2 separate regions of the Gasterosteus aculeatus genome follow, and region 1 is linked to region 2. The links are chromatin contacts, called in public Hi-C maps. All regions are on one chromosome and are shown on one strand. The core of a region is the stretch at or near the end of the contact, and the rest is flanking DNA. Distances in the headings are between cores, read along the strand shown. Region 1 overlaps nnt (nicotinamide nucleotide transhydrogenase). Region 2 overlaps rai14 (retinoic acid induced 14).

The links. Hi-C and Micro-C count contacts between places; a contact is called where the count stands out from the background.
Region 1: a contact with region 2 is called in a Hi-C map of skeletal muscle, with 1.6 times the contacts expected there. The contact joins two enhancer-like sites. A contact is called at or near these places in 3 of 6 Hi-C or Micro-C datasets (skeletal muscle and tail fin).

The regions. Positions count from the first base shown.
Region 1 is chr14:8,659,863-8,666,537 of fGasAcu3.hap1.1, reverse strand. It overlaps nnt (nicotinamide nucleotide transhydrogenase), which reads left to right. Exons shown (of 22, transcript XM_040198331.2): 16 at 775-935; 17 at 1,137-1,316; 18 at 1,573-1,732; 19 at 3,626-3,707; 20 at 4,719-4,837; 21 at 5,268-5,383; 22 at 6,228-6,675. The coding sequence ends at 6,377. Among protein-coding and RNA genes, the nearest start is that of nnt, 17 kb to the left of the region's middle. Within about 2 kb of position 5,102, at least 2 of the 9 cell types and tissues checked have open chromatin away from gene starts, as enhancers often do.
Region 2 is chr14:8,573,325-8,580,009 of fGasAcu3.hap1.1, reverse strand. It overlaps rai14 (retinoic acid induced 14), which reads right to left. Exons shown (of 21, transcript XM_040198339.2): 13 at 6,101-6,232; 14 at 5,521-5,622; 15 at 4,184-4,885; 16 at 3,479-3,951; 17 at 3,013-3,181; 18 at 2,743-2,910; 19 at 2,504-2,662; 20 at 2,347-2,412; 21 at 253-1,957. The coding sequence ends at 1,871. Among protein-coding and RNA genes, the nearest start is that of rai14, 26 kb to the right of the region's middle. Within about 2 kb of position 4,774, at least 2 of the 9 cell types and tissues checked have open chromatin away from gene starts, as enhancers often do.

The DNA.
Region 1 (6,675 bases), core at 3,853-6,352, 86 kb before region 2:
ACCATTACATTTCCAGTATGCTGGGAATTTTTATTGTATTTAAAAATACAGTTGATGGCAGAAGTAGACAAAGAGTATGTCTGAACTGCAAAGTGTCTTTGGGATTTGACCCACCTCTTTAAAGTGAGTTACTTCACATAGGATAAGTTGGGCGAACTTTTTACGGGGGCTTAAATTGGTAGTAGTTTGTCCAGTCCATGAAATATGTTCACGTGAGCTGTATACCTTGGTCCACCTTTTCAAACATTTTCATAACATTTTCACCAAAACCTTTTCCCGATATGACATTTTATCTTTTCTGCGGTACAATCTAAAGTTATTTTCTAAATGCATGGTCAAAATGTTAAATGTTTTAGAGGATCAGTATAATATAGTTAATGTCAATTTTACCCAGATTAATCGTGACATCAAATTCTTATATTGTCCCAAGCTCTGATTTTTCCTGCCGACTTGGCTGAACTGTAGCAACAACGGGTCATACTCCTGTATGCTGTAAAAGGGGAAAAAGAAAAAAAACATGGAGTGCATCAGGTTCATGTGCTAGCATCGGCCCCAGCACCGCTCTCCAATTTCTGTGTTTACTGCAACTGTTTCATGAGGGCAAATTATGGGTGAACATGACATTCAGCTAATTGCAAGTCTCACTTGGTAATCCTATTCAACCCTTTTTCCACTGCTTGAATTCATGCTTTTTCCAGACAACGGTTACAGCGTTTTGATGAATAAGTGCAATTATTATTGGGATTTTATTTAAAATCCCCCCTCTTTATGCAGGTGTTCTAAGCAGTGCTCCCCTGGTGCTCCCTGGTCGTCATGCTCTGAACGCCACTCTAATGGCAGCCAGTATTGGTGGGATGGTTCCCTACATGATGGATCCCAGTTACATCACAGGCATCACCTGTCTCGGATCTGTCTCTGCTCTCTCCGCTGTCATGGTATGGCGCGTGCAAAATCAGCTAATTGAATTCATCATCATCAATCTTAAATAGAATTGAATGTATAATTTATTGTGCATCTGTGTTCCTTCCCTTCAATCTATAATGCTCACCAATAAAATTACATCTGCTCCATCGTTCGCTGTATTTAAGAGCGAATCTGATGACCGTATTGTATAGAACTCCTCCTGTCTCCTTTAGGGTGTAACTTTGACGGCAGCTATTGGAGGCGCTGACATGCCGGTGGTGATCACCGTGCTGAACAGTTACTCAGGCTGGGCCCTGTGCGCCGAGGGCTTCCTGCTCAACAACAACCTGCTGACCATCGTCGGCGCGCTCATTGGGTCGTCCGGAGCCATCCTGTCATACATCATGTGTGTGGTGAGTGGAGACAAATTTTTATATATTTTTTTTAAATTCCTAAAGCAACTGTAATTGTTGAGCTGCCGCACTGGGTCTCCGCAACACTGCTGTTTCATTTGATGAGTTTAACGCGGTTGTTCCTCCCTTTTCCACCAGGAGGGACTCTAACTTTACCACAGCAGAGTCCCACTTGTAAATAAATAAATCTCCGGTCACAAATGTGTTTTTTGAAGAAATATTAAGGTAATGTAAGGAATTCTTTCTCCACTCTCAGGCTATGAACCGCTCACTGGCTAACGTGATCCTGGGAGGCTACGGCACGTCCTCCACCGGCACGGGAAAGCCCATGGAGATCACAGGGACGCACACCGAGGTCAACGTGGACCAGACAGTCGACATGATTAAAGACGCCCAGAGCATAATCATCACTCCAGGTACAAGCAGACACACCGACGCACATTGCAGGGGCTTGTGCGTGAGTGGAACAACATGGTACTCTAACTTTGCCAGTCATTCCTTAGCATTAGCAAAGTGTGTGTTCTGCTTATTTAACCTTTTCTTCACCCATGTTACATCACCTTTTTGTTAGGCTAATTAACAAAGTCCCGGTAGAGTTGAAACACACACACACGTACAAGGTTTCTGTGTGGTCGTCCCTCCCAGGTAAATAGACATTCTACAGTGTGGCGTATATATGCAAGGTCAAGGGAAAATGAGGGTATGCTTGGTTTATGTAGACATTTCAAACCCTATGTTCATAATTGGACTCTAGCTCTTTTTTGAGGGGGTTAACTTGGGGTTCAACCTTTTGTTCCAGGTACATGCTTTTCTTTTTTTTCTTTTTTCCACGTGTCTTCTATAATGTTGGATAATAATAAAGACGCGTCTGAACCTCCCACTTGTAGTATTGCGATGGTCCTCTGTGCTGCTATCCTAAAAACCGTGATTTGTGTGGCCCGGCGATATCTCACTCCCCTCCCCAGACGGTTTCAAGTTCCCAGGAGTTGTTTTACTCACGTGGGTACATGTAAACACAGACTAAAGGCATCCAGCCTGCAAATTGCCGATTCCAGCCACACTGCTGGGTTCCTATAAACAAAAAATAACTCTTCAGAGAAAACCCTTGCAATTTACAGGAATTAAAGTGGTCACATGGTTGAGAAGTGGAAAATAAGTGATCCATGTAGCATGTAGATTAAACCATCTTTTTTCTTACTTTTTCGAGACCAACAGAAGACAAGAGCAGATGTAAAAAGATTTTTGTTTTTGTTAGACTAGTTATATGTAGACATAAACCAGTGAAAGGTCAGGGTTAGTAAAGTATAAAACCAATCACCATAGAACTTGTAAAAGTAACTTCATGAATGGAGGATCGGTCTATTCAGTAATCCTTCTCTTTCCCTTTTGTAGTGATCAAACCAGATAGTTTTTGTCCCCAGTTCGGGCCTTCAGTCTGCCCGCTTGTTTCTATTTTGACCAATCTCTCTAATTGGAGCCGTCAGAGTCACTTTGCCTGATTGCCATCTGTGGAAACTGTTAAGAGTCGGCCTGATAAACATTGTTTTCCTGGCTTCGTCTGGCCCATCTCCGCATGGCCTGGACCCACTTGTGTTTTTGTTTCAGGAGAAACTCTACAGAGAATGTGGAAGGAAAGAACCATAATGGAGAGAACAAAAACCATTAGATTTTTTCTAGCTGGACTGGTTACAGTCAATAAAGTTTTATTCCTCTTTTCTTTTCCTCCTATGCTGAAGTTGAAAATGTCTGTTTGACTGGTGTGCTGTAACAAGACAAGTTTCTGACTGGTTGTTGTGACAAGGCTCGTAAACGCCACTGGACCGTTTGACGTGTGTTTGTGTGCGTCTGATAAAAATCAAGTCCCACACACCAGCAATATTAAACACAAAGACGGCCCGGCTTAGAGAGCAGAGCCTATATTGCGTTTATGGAAATCAACTAAAAGGCAATTAAGATGAATAGCAGCTACATGATTTAAATGATCAGTTATAGTTTGGAGGGGTTTTTCTAGCCATCGTTCAACCTGAAACTGCTGAAACTCGGCAGTGAAATAATTATTTAAAAAATAAAAAATAAAGGCGGTCAGAGAGTTGAGCCACAGTGTAGAGCGTAAACTTGGTTGTCCAGTTAAAGGTTGCTTTAACTGTGGTTCCTCGCTCTGTGTGCGTTTGGCCATTTTACTCTAAGAATGACTGGGAACTGTGTGTACCAGAAGATGTTCTTTGACAGGTGAGTTGCAGTAAAAGCTGTGCGGTCATACCCCGCTTTAAAATCATCTAATCGCCTCCTTGTGTTAAACTGTCTTACAGGGTATGGACTCTGCGCTGCAAAGGCCCAGTACCCCATTGCTGAGTTGGTGAAGATGCTCCAAGAAGCTGGCAAGAAAGTCAGGTAAATGGGTGATGAGACTAACGATACAGATCAATAGCTTGATCGATAGACTGACGGAAGCCCGATTTAAAGTCCAAAAATTGCACACGATGAAAGATGTAAACCGAGGTGTGGTTTTTGAGTTTGATGACAAGGAGATGGGGCAGGGCGGATGGGAAGAGACCTGTGTGCGAAGAAAGAATGAGGAAACGTAAATGTGAGGGGAGGGACGAGGTACAGCACGCATAATAGTCCTGCCTCTGCTGTTTGATCCTGGATGTTGCAGCTGCTGCTACTTAGAGCATTTGTACTTGATTAGTGGAAAGTGGGTGGTCAGAAAACAAGCCTTTTACCTTGATGTCTTTCCTCTTTTTCTCCATTCAAATGCCCTCTCGAATTCTTGTCGTCTTTTTAGCATTCGTACCTGCCTGTGGAATCCCTCCGTACATCCACCTCAGTCCGGAACATGCAGTTTTATTCCTCATTTTGCGTTTCATATTATTGAGTCTGCAAGCGTGACACTTGTCTCTATGCCCTTTTTAATGGATGTTGTCTGAATGGCATTAAGGGCAGAAAATAACTTTTCCATTGGCAGCCGCGGTCACTAATTGATCTCAAAACCCTCTGATATCTGAATCCGTTCTCAACTCGCCCCGAAAACTGAAGAAATAGTCTCCAAATGGTGAGAAGGAGACATCGAATTGAGTGGCTGGTGTTAATTTAGTACCCTGATTACATGACATGCCTAATTGAGTTTGAGAGCTCTGTATACCCAGTCACACACGTGCGTAGACACTCAAGCAATAAGGCACAGTTGAGGGTTGCAGTGGGAAGTTTGTGTGTGTGTGTAACCAGCCTATAATCACAACCATCTCTCTACTTCACTTGTACAAAGCCTCCATTTTACTGTTTCTCTGCCCAATGTGATTCATTTTGATCCCATCTCGGTTGAGATTTGAGAAAGCCAGATTATAGTTAATGTAGAGCAGTGACTTTTGCTTTTAAAGTGCTCGTTCTCTTATGTTGTCACAGGTTTGGTATCCACCCTGTGGCCGGTCGTATGCCGGGTCAGCTCAATGTGCTGTTGGCCGAAGCTGGTGTCCCGTACGATATTGTCCTGGAGATGGAGGAGATTAATGAAGACTTCTCTGGTAAGATCCAGTCCTTTCTGTCTTTGACTCTACATGTGATACCATTCAGGAATGGTTACGTAAAAAGCCTGTAAGCCCGGGGGAACCTGTTGGATTAACTCTGCTGATAGCAATCTGCCGACCAGAAACTCTGAAGCTCAAAGCTTATCAAGATGTTTATCTCCTTAGTTCACAGTAGTGGTTTCATAGTAACTCAGGAGGTGACTAAATATCTCTTGTTCACGGGTTCCTGAAGTCTCAGCCGGTCGCCTGGCAACCTGATGGTGATGGCTTGACTGCAGTTAAACCACTAGATAACTTGAGTTGATAAGAAAAACATTGGAAAAGATGCATCGTCATGGAGACAAAGGCCGATACAAATAAATGCACTTTTACAAGGTAGAAGTATAGAGATAAGTTTCCTGACTTTAATTGTTGGATGTCCAACTAGAAACTGACCTGGTCCTGGTGATTGGGGCCAACGACACAGTGAACTCTGCCTCCCAAGAAGATCCCAACTCTATCATTGCGGGAATGCCCGTGCTGGAGGTCTGGAAGTCTAAGCAGGTGAGACATCTGGCACATGTATGTGTGATAATGAGGTCGCCCTGAAGCCCAAAAAGATGAAGAAGACTGCAGTTTACAACAACTGGAATGCTTATTTACCGCCACAAACGAATATTGGAGCCTCAACCCGTAGAGGGGCCTCCTATTTGAGAGCGTGCACACACACACAATTGTAATCGCCTTCTCACACACACACACTCGGGCCCTCATGCATAGAGGCAGATTGTTACAGTTCCAGGTGCAGTCCCATGCTGATCCCATTAGTGGTGACTGTGTCGCTGTGGAATGACGACACTCGGAGCATCCCACTGGCACCGATCCGAAATCTGGGATTTATACAGCGCTCCCATTTGTTTCCACGCTTTCCTCCAGGGGAATCAAAGTGGACATTCCACCCAGCCACACACACACACACACACTAATATGGACGCACACAGAGACTCTCATACAGGTGCACAGATACATTCACGCAACAACAAAAAATTGGCGTTTACAGAAAATACACACAAATGCTTCAAATTGTGCAAACACAAGCTAACAAACATTGACATACTTTACTTTTACAGATGTTAAGGCCATCTTTATCGAATTAAACTTCCACATCATTTAATCATGTCTCCTGTTGGATGAACAGTACTTTTAATGGAAAACAACATTGTTGAATATGTAAATCACCGAGCAAACATCCCGGCTGCAGCTCAAGATCTAATGTAGCTGGACAGACGCCTTCGTGGACGAGCGAATGCCAGGAATAACTGGAAATGGATTTTTCTTTAGAAAATTGGGCTTTTCTGTCCAATCTGAGGCTAATGAGTGCACGTGACTGTGTCTCCTCCCGCTCTAGGTGGTTGTGATGAAACGTTCCCTGGGTGTGGGATACGCAGCTGTCGACAACCCGATCTTCTACAAGCCCAACACTGCGATGTTGCTCGGCGACGCCAAGAAGACGTGCGATGCCCTTCAAGCCAAGGTTCGCGATTCCCAGAGCCAGTGAGGCGGACGTCTCGACCAAGAGCACACGTGGAGCGAGGAAGGTGCAAGACGATGAGTCGGCGTTTTTCCCAAAAGTATCTCCACATCAAGATGACCATTGTCCGGTTGTGACTCCGCTCGTTGAGCAATGACGATTCAAACGTTTTTGGCGCACCCTTCCTATTGTCTATAAATAAAATAAGTTTCGATGCTGTAAAAAGAAGCACGCTTGCGCGATAGGAGCCAAGCAGGCATAACTTTTATTTCTAGATATTAAAGGAAGGATGGGTCAACCATTTACTGTGGAATCTGGGGAGCAA
Region 2 (6,685 bases), core at 3,525-6,024:
TTATTAATTGAAAAAAGTCATTTAAAATGTGTTCAGGTTGTCTTAGTCTTATATTTAATGTTTAGAAGTATAGGAGGAGTGTGTGCAGATATTCTGTGGCAGACGTATTGGTGCTGGATCGCTGTACTTGTGTGCATTCACACGATGAAAAACAAAGTTTTCATTTGAAAAGGACCTTTCTTAGAAATTAGTTAATTTTCACAATTTTTGGGAATCAAGCGATGGGGAAACACAGACAGACACACACTGGTACAGGTTCTTGAAAATGTATTATTGTGTGCAACAAAGCAGTCGGCAAACAGGTATTCTTCCACTTCAGTTTAAAAAACAACCAACAAAACAGTTGTTGCTTTTCTTTTCCCTTTCTTGTTACAAAACATTTCAGTCAAGGCCGAGAAAGAAAGAGCCAAGTTTTTATGATATCCTACAAACTATGAAAAGAAGCAAAAGCTCTACTCAGGCGTAAATCATCTCCAGTAAAAAAGGTTCCCGAGTGAGGAAACCTGGCCGGGAGTTTCAGCCAGTCATCTACGAACTATTTTCGTTAGTGTTGGTTGTGTTAGTCTGAAACATTGTCCAGAAGAACAACGCTGTCCAAGTACAGTACCAAGGCGAAGGAGTGCGATGACACAACGGTGCAGAAGACACGTTCAGAGAAATGCACAGTCTGACAAATGTAAGAACGGGAAAACATTCCTGGTAAACGTTAATACATTAATAAAGAAGCCTGGTGAAATTGGCATCTATGACATTGAGAATTGCTGATGTTCATGGTTCCAGGCACAGGACTCGAACATCTGCTTTCAGCACGTTGCATGCTTTTCAAGTAAGGAATAGAACAAAAGATTCAGAGTGTAAAATACGACGAGAGAACTCTTTCAGTAAAAGTAACTAATGGCAAAATATTGAGCCTGTACAGTGAAACGCTTGTAACAACTGAAATGTTTTTCTGATTACGGTTGACGATCATATTCAACCCCCTTAGATGTAGAATATGACAGTAATTCGGGTGTCACTAGACAAAATAGTGTGTTATACTCAAGGGAAATGATTTTCTTTTACACAAAAAAAGGTGATTGACAATACAGCTATCAAATCTGCAATTAAATACGGTATTTTAGAAAATATGGCATGTAGTACAATTCAGTAAAGTACAGTTTTAGCAATTTTGTGCTTACACAGAAATACCAATACAAACAGTATCATACTTTTTCTTCATAGAAGTGCGTCCAAAAAAAAAAATCAGTTTGTGATTGTTAGGCTTGTATATTCGACTAAGTCACATGCATTGAGAGGGTACTAATAATTTACACTGCATGAGGAAAATGTTGACGACCATGAAAACTTTAAACAAGTAAAATATTACTAACACTGTTGTATCATAAAACGGATACTTCCAACAGTAGTTGGTGAGTATTTTATTCCTCGAAGCGCACGTTGTAACAGAAACAAACCACATGAAAGCCGCTTTAGTACGCACATACATGCGTGTTTGTGTCTGAGTGCGCAGGCTTGCATTGCCGTGCTTATGCAACTGCATGTGACCTCAGGTCACTGCACATTGACAGTGTAGTGTTAACATGCGCTTACTGGGTTCAAACATTTGGCTGGAACCACTCGGTTCTCTTCTATTTCAAAGGTCGACTTACTGATGTACAGTATCTTCGTGCCGGGCCGGGCGTTTCCCAAAAGCATTGTTCATCATAAGATTCTCGATATTACTCGGTCGAAATTACACTATTGAAGGCAGCGAACTCTGTTGTAAACCTATTCCCCGGCTGCAAATACTCAAGGTTCATCCAGAGGCACCGCGTGTTGTCCTGCGATCAGCACGCGTAACGAGTGCAGGACACTCCAGGCCCGGTGCGTCTTAGCAGGCCTCCTTGGCCTGGCTCGGCATCTTGCACATCATCAGGATCTGCTTCAAGGCTTTCTGGACATCCTCGTCCATCTGACCCTGAAAGCACAGAACGCCGCGTTCAGTGAACTAACCAAAACAATACAACATTACTCAAACCCAAAATGACTGAAGGGGTTTTACAGAGCGCCCAAATACAAAGAAAAAAAAAAACACAGGTTTCGGTGGAACTACTTTCTGTCACATATGCTGTAAAACGTCTCTCTTGTGAGTGCAGAGACTATTAGGATGAAGGCAGACATTTTATTTCAAACCGCCGGCTAATTAAACCAAAACTAGGTCCTTGCCTGGATACCAAAACTGGTGAGTGAGAAAGAATACATGTGTTCATCCTGAGGTGATCCGTGTGGCTGCACTGTGATATAGAATTTTTTTAGAATTGGGAGTACAAAAATTCACTAGCAAGCTTTGGGTAAAAACTGATTTACCTGGACAGCGTAGAGGAGGTGCATCCTGTAGACTGACACGATCTCATGGTGCTGCTTCTTTGACTCCTGGGAAGAAAAGCATCAGGTGAATCCACATTTCACAATTGAGACCGGTAATCCTTGCGTGTTCCATCCAAACATCTGCATCAGATCTTACAGCCAGCTGGTACTGTAGTTGTTTGATCTGCTGCTGCAACGTCTCCAGCTGCTGGTTTTGCTGCAGTCTCTTGGAAGGAGGACCGGAGCTGTAGGAGAGCTGCGATAAGCTGTTTAGGGCGTCTTTCAGCTTCGCCACCTCCCGTGACAGGTCATCTATCTGATGGGGAAAACGGAAAAACATGCAATTGAAGAAAAGGGTTAAACAAGACAAATGTAGGTTAACAGATCAGCACTCACCCTCTTGTTTTTTTCCCTCTCTGAGGCAACGTGGTTCTCCACCAGCTGCTTGAGTTGGCACACGGCGTCCTGGGACTCGGCCAGCCTGGTGGTCAGCGTCTGGTGTTCCTTCTCCGTCGACATCACCTGCTCCTGCAGAGCCTCCCACTCTGCGCGGTTCTCCCGTGCCTGACGGACACATACGAGGACGGATGGGTGCGTTTTAAGAAATACGTGAACGTGACGCGGAAGAACAATATTCGGACACTGTTTAAATGTTTTTCTTCCCACCTTTTGCCATGCGTCAGCAGCCTCCAGAGCCATCTCGTCCTGCTTTCTGAGGGCCCCCTGGAGGAGCTGCGTCAGGTGGTTCACCTCGCCCCGCAGCTGCTCCTGAGCGTTCTCGTGGTCGGCGCGGGAGACTGAGTCATCTGGGGTAACGTCTTTCTCTGCCGTCAGCCTTTTGCGAAATAGACACACGCGAAAGACGCGGGGAACTTCATCACAAAAGCAGGAGACGCGTTTAGCCCGCAAAGACTGGACCGTAAACTAGTGAGAGTAAAAACTGAAATGTGTTGGTATGAAGCATTAAATGCAAATAGAATTACTTTGAAATTGCGTTAAAAGTACATTTACTTTAATTCTTCCACTGCTCTTATTCCATTTCATACGCTCCACCTCTGCCTCATTATCAAGCTGTGCTCCAAGCTGGAAAAAATATCTATCAACCACTTGGGCTGCAGGTTTTCTTCTTCACCTGTTCTGAAGAGCCTCCACCTGCAAGGTCTTCAGGCGTAGCTGCTCTTTCAGTGTCTCCGACTGGCTTTCCAGCTCTTTGATGGCACTTCCCAGGGACGACATCACCTGCGCGTGGTCGGAGAGGGCGACGGAGCTCTGCGCCTGAGCTTCGGCCTCCTGCTTCAGCAGGCAGATCTCCTCCTGAGCAGCCGCGTGCTTCTCCTCCGCCTCAGCTAGCAGCGCCTGCAGCTCCTCCGCCTTGCTGTGCAGCACCTGGACCTGCTGGTGTTCTGCGGAGGGGGAACCGGAGGCGGCGCTGCTCTCCGCCAGCTGTTTCTGCGCAGCGCCTAGCTGGCTTTTGGTTTCGCTGAAGGAGTGCGAGAGTTCCAGCAGGCGGCGCTGCAGCCCGGCAATTACCTCATTTAGCTCCGCCTTCATTTCTTCAAAGTCTTTGGCTGCTGCTTCAACCGGCACTGTGCCCCTCAGAGCCTCCTACACAACAAGAGGATGCTATTGATCTCAAAAAGTAGAATACACTTGAATTGAAAGATACAACTATATCTTAAAGCAACATAATCTGGGCCTTCTTCTACATTCAAAAAGCCAAATCAGCGTTGGAGAGTTCTGACTTTCAGAAGAAATCCCAAATATCCATAAATGGACTTTGAGGATTTCCCCTTTTTAGTTGTACAGACGTGAGAGAGAAAAAGAGGCCCATATTCACCTGGAGCATTCTAATCTCCTCTTGTGCCTCCGTGTACAGCCCCTCAATCTGCGCCGTCCTCTGCTCTTTCTCCTTTAAACTCCGTCTCTCCTCCTCCACCCGCCTCAGGGCCTCCTCCAGCAGGCCGATGCGTTGGGCCGCGTCCTCCTGCTCGGATCCCGACTGGACGAGCAGGGCCCTCAGCTGTCTCACTTCGTGTTCAAGCGCGGATGATGCGCGTCTCTGCAGCTCCCGCTCCTCCACTGGCTCACCTCCTCCCCTTTCCACCTGTTCCCTCAAATCCTCCACCTCCTCCACGGCTTGGTGGTACCTCTCCTGAGTGTCAGTCAGCTTTGCCTGAAGCTCCGCGAGACTCTCCATCAACTCCTCCTCCCTCCCTTTCTCCGTCACGCCGCCCTCCTCCTCCTCTTCCCGCTCGGGCTTCAGCTGCGCGTGAAGCGAGCGGTTTTCCTTCCTGGTTTCTAGCAGCTTCACTTGAACGCTCTCCAGCGCCTGTCTCAGCAGTCTGATCTCCTCTCTGCTGACGGCCGCTCTCCCGCCTTCGCTCTCTTCTTCCTCCCCTCCGACTGGGACGTCTTCCCGTTCCCCCCGTGGCAGAGGTTCAAACTCATCCTGGGTGGAGTGGAAGGAGGAGTTGGAGGCCATGCTGTTCGGACGGCTGTTGTCCTTCTGGTCGTCGCTTGCCTGGAGGGATGGATGTCTCTGTGGTGGAGGATGGAAAATGTTGAGATCTCACTGATAAAAACACAGCACGAGCTGAAGTGTGTTGTCTGTAATTGCATGGAGGAACCAAGGACAAGAAGAATCTGCTAATTCTCAAGATCTCTACTCAAATGAGGGATTTAAATGATTTATAGAAAAGTAAAGTTGTTAAAGAGTTGCTGAGTCATTTTCTACTCTTTACATATTTTATAATCATTGACACAGTAATAGAAAGTAAGTGAACCTTAAAAGAAGAACACAGGGGCCTTCGTGACAGACAGATGACATTCAATTTGATTCTACACACCAAGTTTAAGGATATTTTCATTCATCAATCAATTATTGATTGACAGACAATTAGTCTAACTATTAAGCTCAAACTGAATGGTAATTTGTCGTAAATGATGGTGAAAGAAAGTGGCTTTGGGTTCTGGACCGACGGCTGAATAGACCTTTTTGGGTTGTGGGAGATTTGAACTTTTTCCACTATTTTCTGACATTTTATAGGCGATTAATTAAGTTTAAAAAGTCTTGTGAGCTAAAGTTATTCTCCTATAGTGTCCTAGTCTTACCTTCAATGAGCTCATTCAGTGGTTTATTGTTAACTCATGAGCGCGGCTGAATGAGTTACATACCTTAAGTTTGCTTGCAAGTTGCTGATTCTCCAAAGTTAGAGCAGTAATCTTGGATTGCAGAGCACGAACCAGAGCGGCAGATGCCGTAAAACTGTGTTCGACCTGTCAACACGTACACACACACACACACACACACACACATTCAGAGGCACACAAGAGACAGAAAAGCAACGTTAGGGACCACTAGCTACCTACTGAAAAACAAAAACAAGTTTTGACACGTCTGAAGCTCAGGTTAGACCTCCTTCAAGAATGCCCAAGGTGAAAAGGTTCCGCAGCACACGGCGGTCTGTTGTCGGGTTTAGTATTACACTCACAAAAGCAATGTTGATTCAAGACTTTAGCAACCAGAAAGACCTTTGGAAGAAAATAGCTGAGCATGCAGCAAAATAGCCACCAAGTAAAACTACATTTCGGCTGCATTGGGTAGAAGATTCATCCACAATGTTTATTCACCGGTAATTAAATTCAATGCAGGAGTCCTTCTTTCCAAACTAAAAAAGAAATATTTTACTTGTCGTCTGTTAGCGCCAAAAGATCTGTGTTCAAATCTGCTCATCTGTGATGTAGATGTAGTCACCCTGGTTTCCGGCTGTGGACCCGTCTGCTCCACCGACTGCTTCAGGTCCTCGATTGTCTCCAGCAACATGTTCCTCTCCTCGTGGAGCTTTTCAACCTCCTCTCTCAGCGTCGTTCCCTTCACCGCATCCTCCTTCGAAATGAGGAAAAAAGGAGGAGTGGAGAGGAAGAGGAGTGGGAGGAGAGAAAAGAAAAAAGATGGTCAGGAAGAGAGCGTGAAGGTGAGAGACGGAGGAGGAGGGGAAACCGGGAGAAAGGGAGAGTTTTGCTTATTGGCTCAGGAGATTCAACTGGAATATAAATCACACGATTATTATCCACAAAATGTTTGCTGAAATCTAAAAATGTTGCATATTTGTCTACATGTTTTCAATTCATATTTACAGCTGAGGACTAATTGCACAATGCAGAGTTTAATTTAGGGTTCAGTTGTTGTCGGATTCTCTTGTCTAGATTTTCAACCCACTTTATAATCCAACATAACGTTTTGTGTATTGGAGCCTTTTTGAATGATTTTCTTTTAAAACAACTTCAATGAAATTAAGGCTACAAGATAAAAAATGTGTATTGCTTCCATGATATTGTG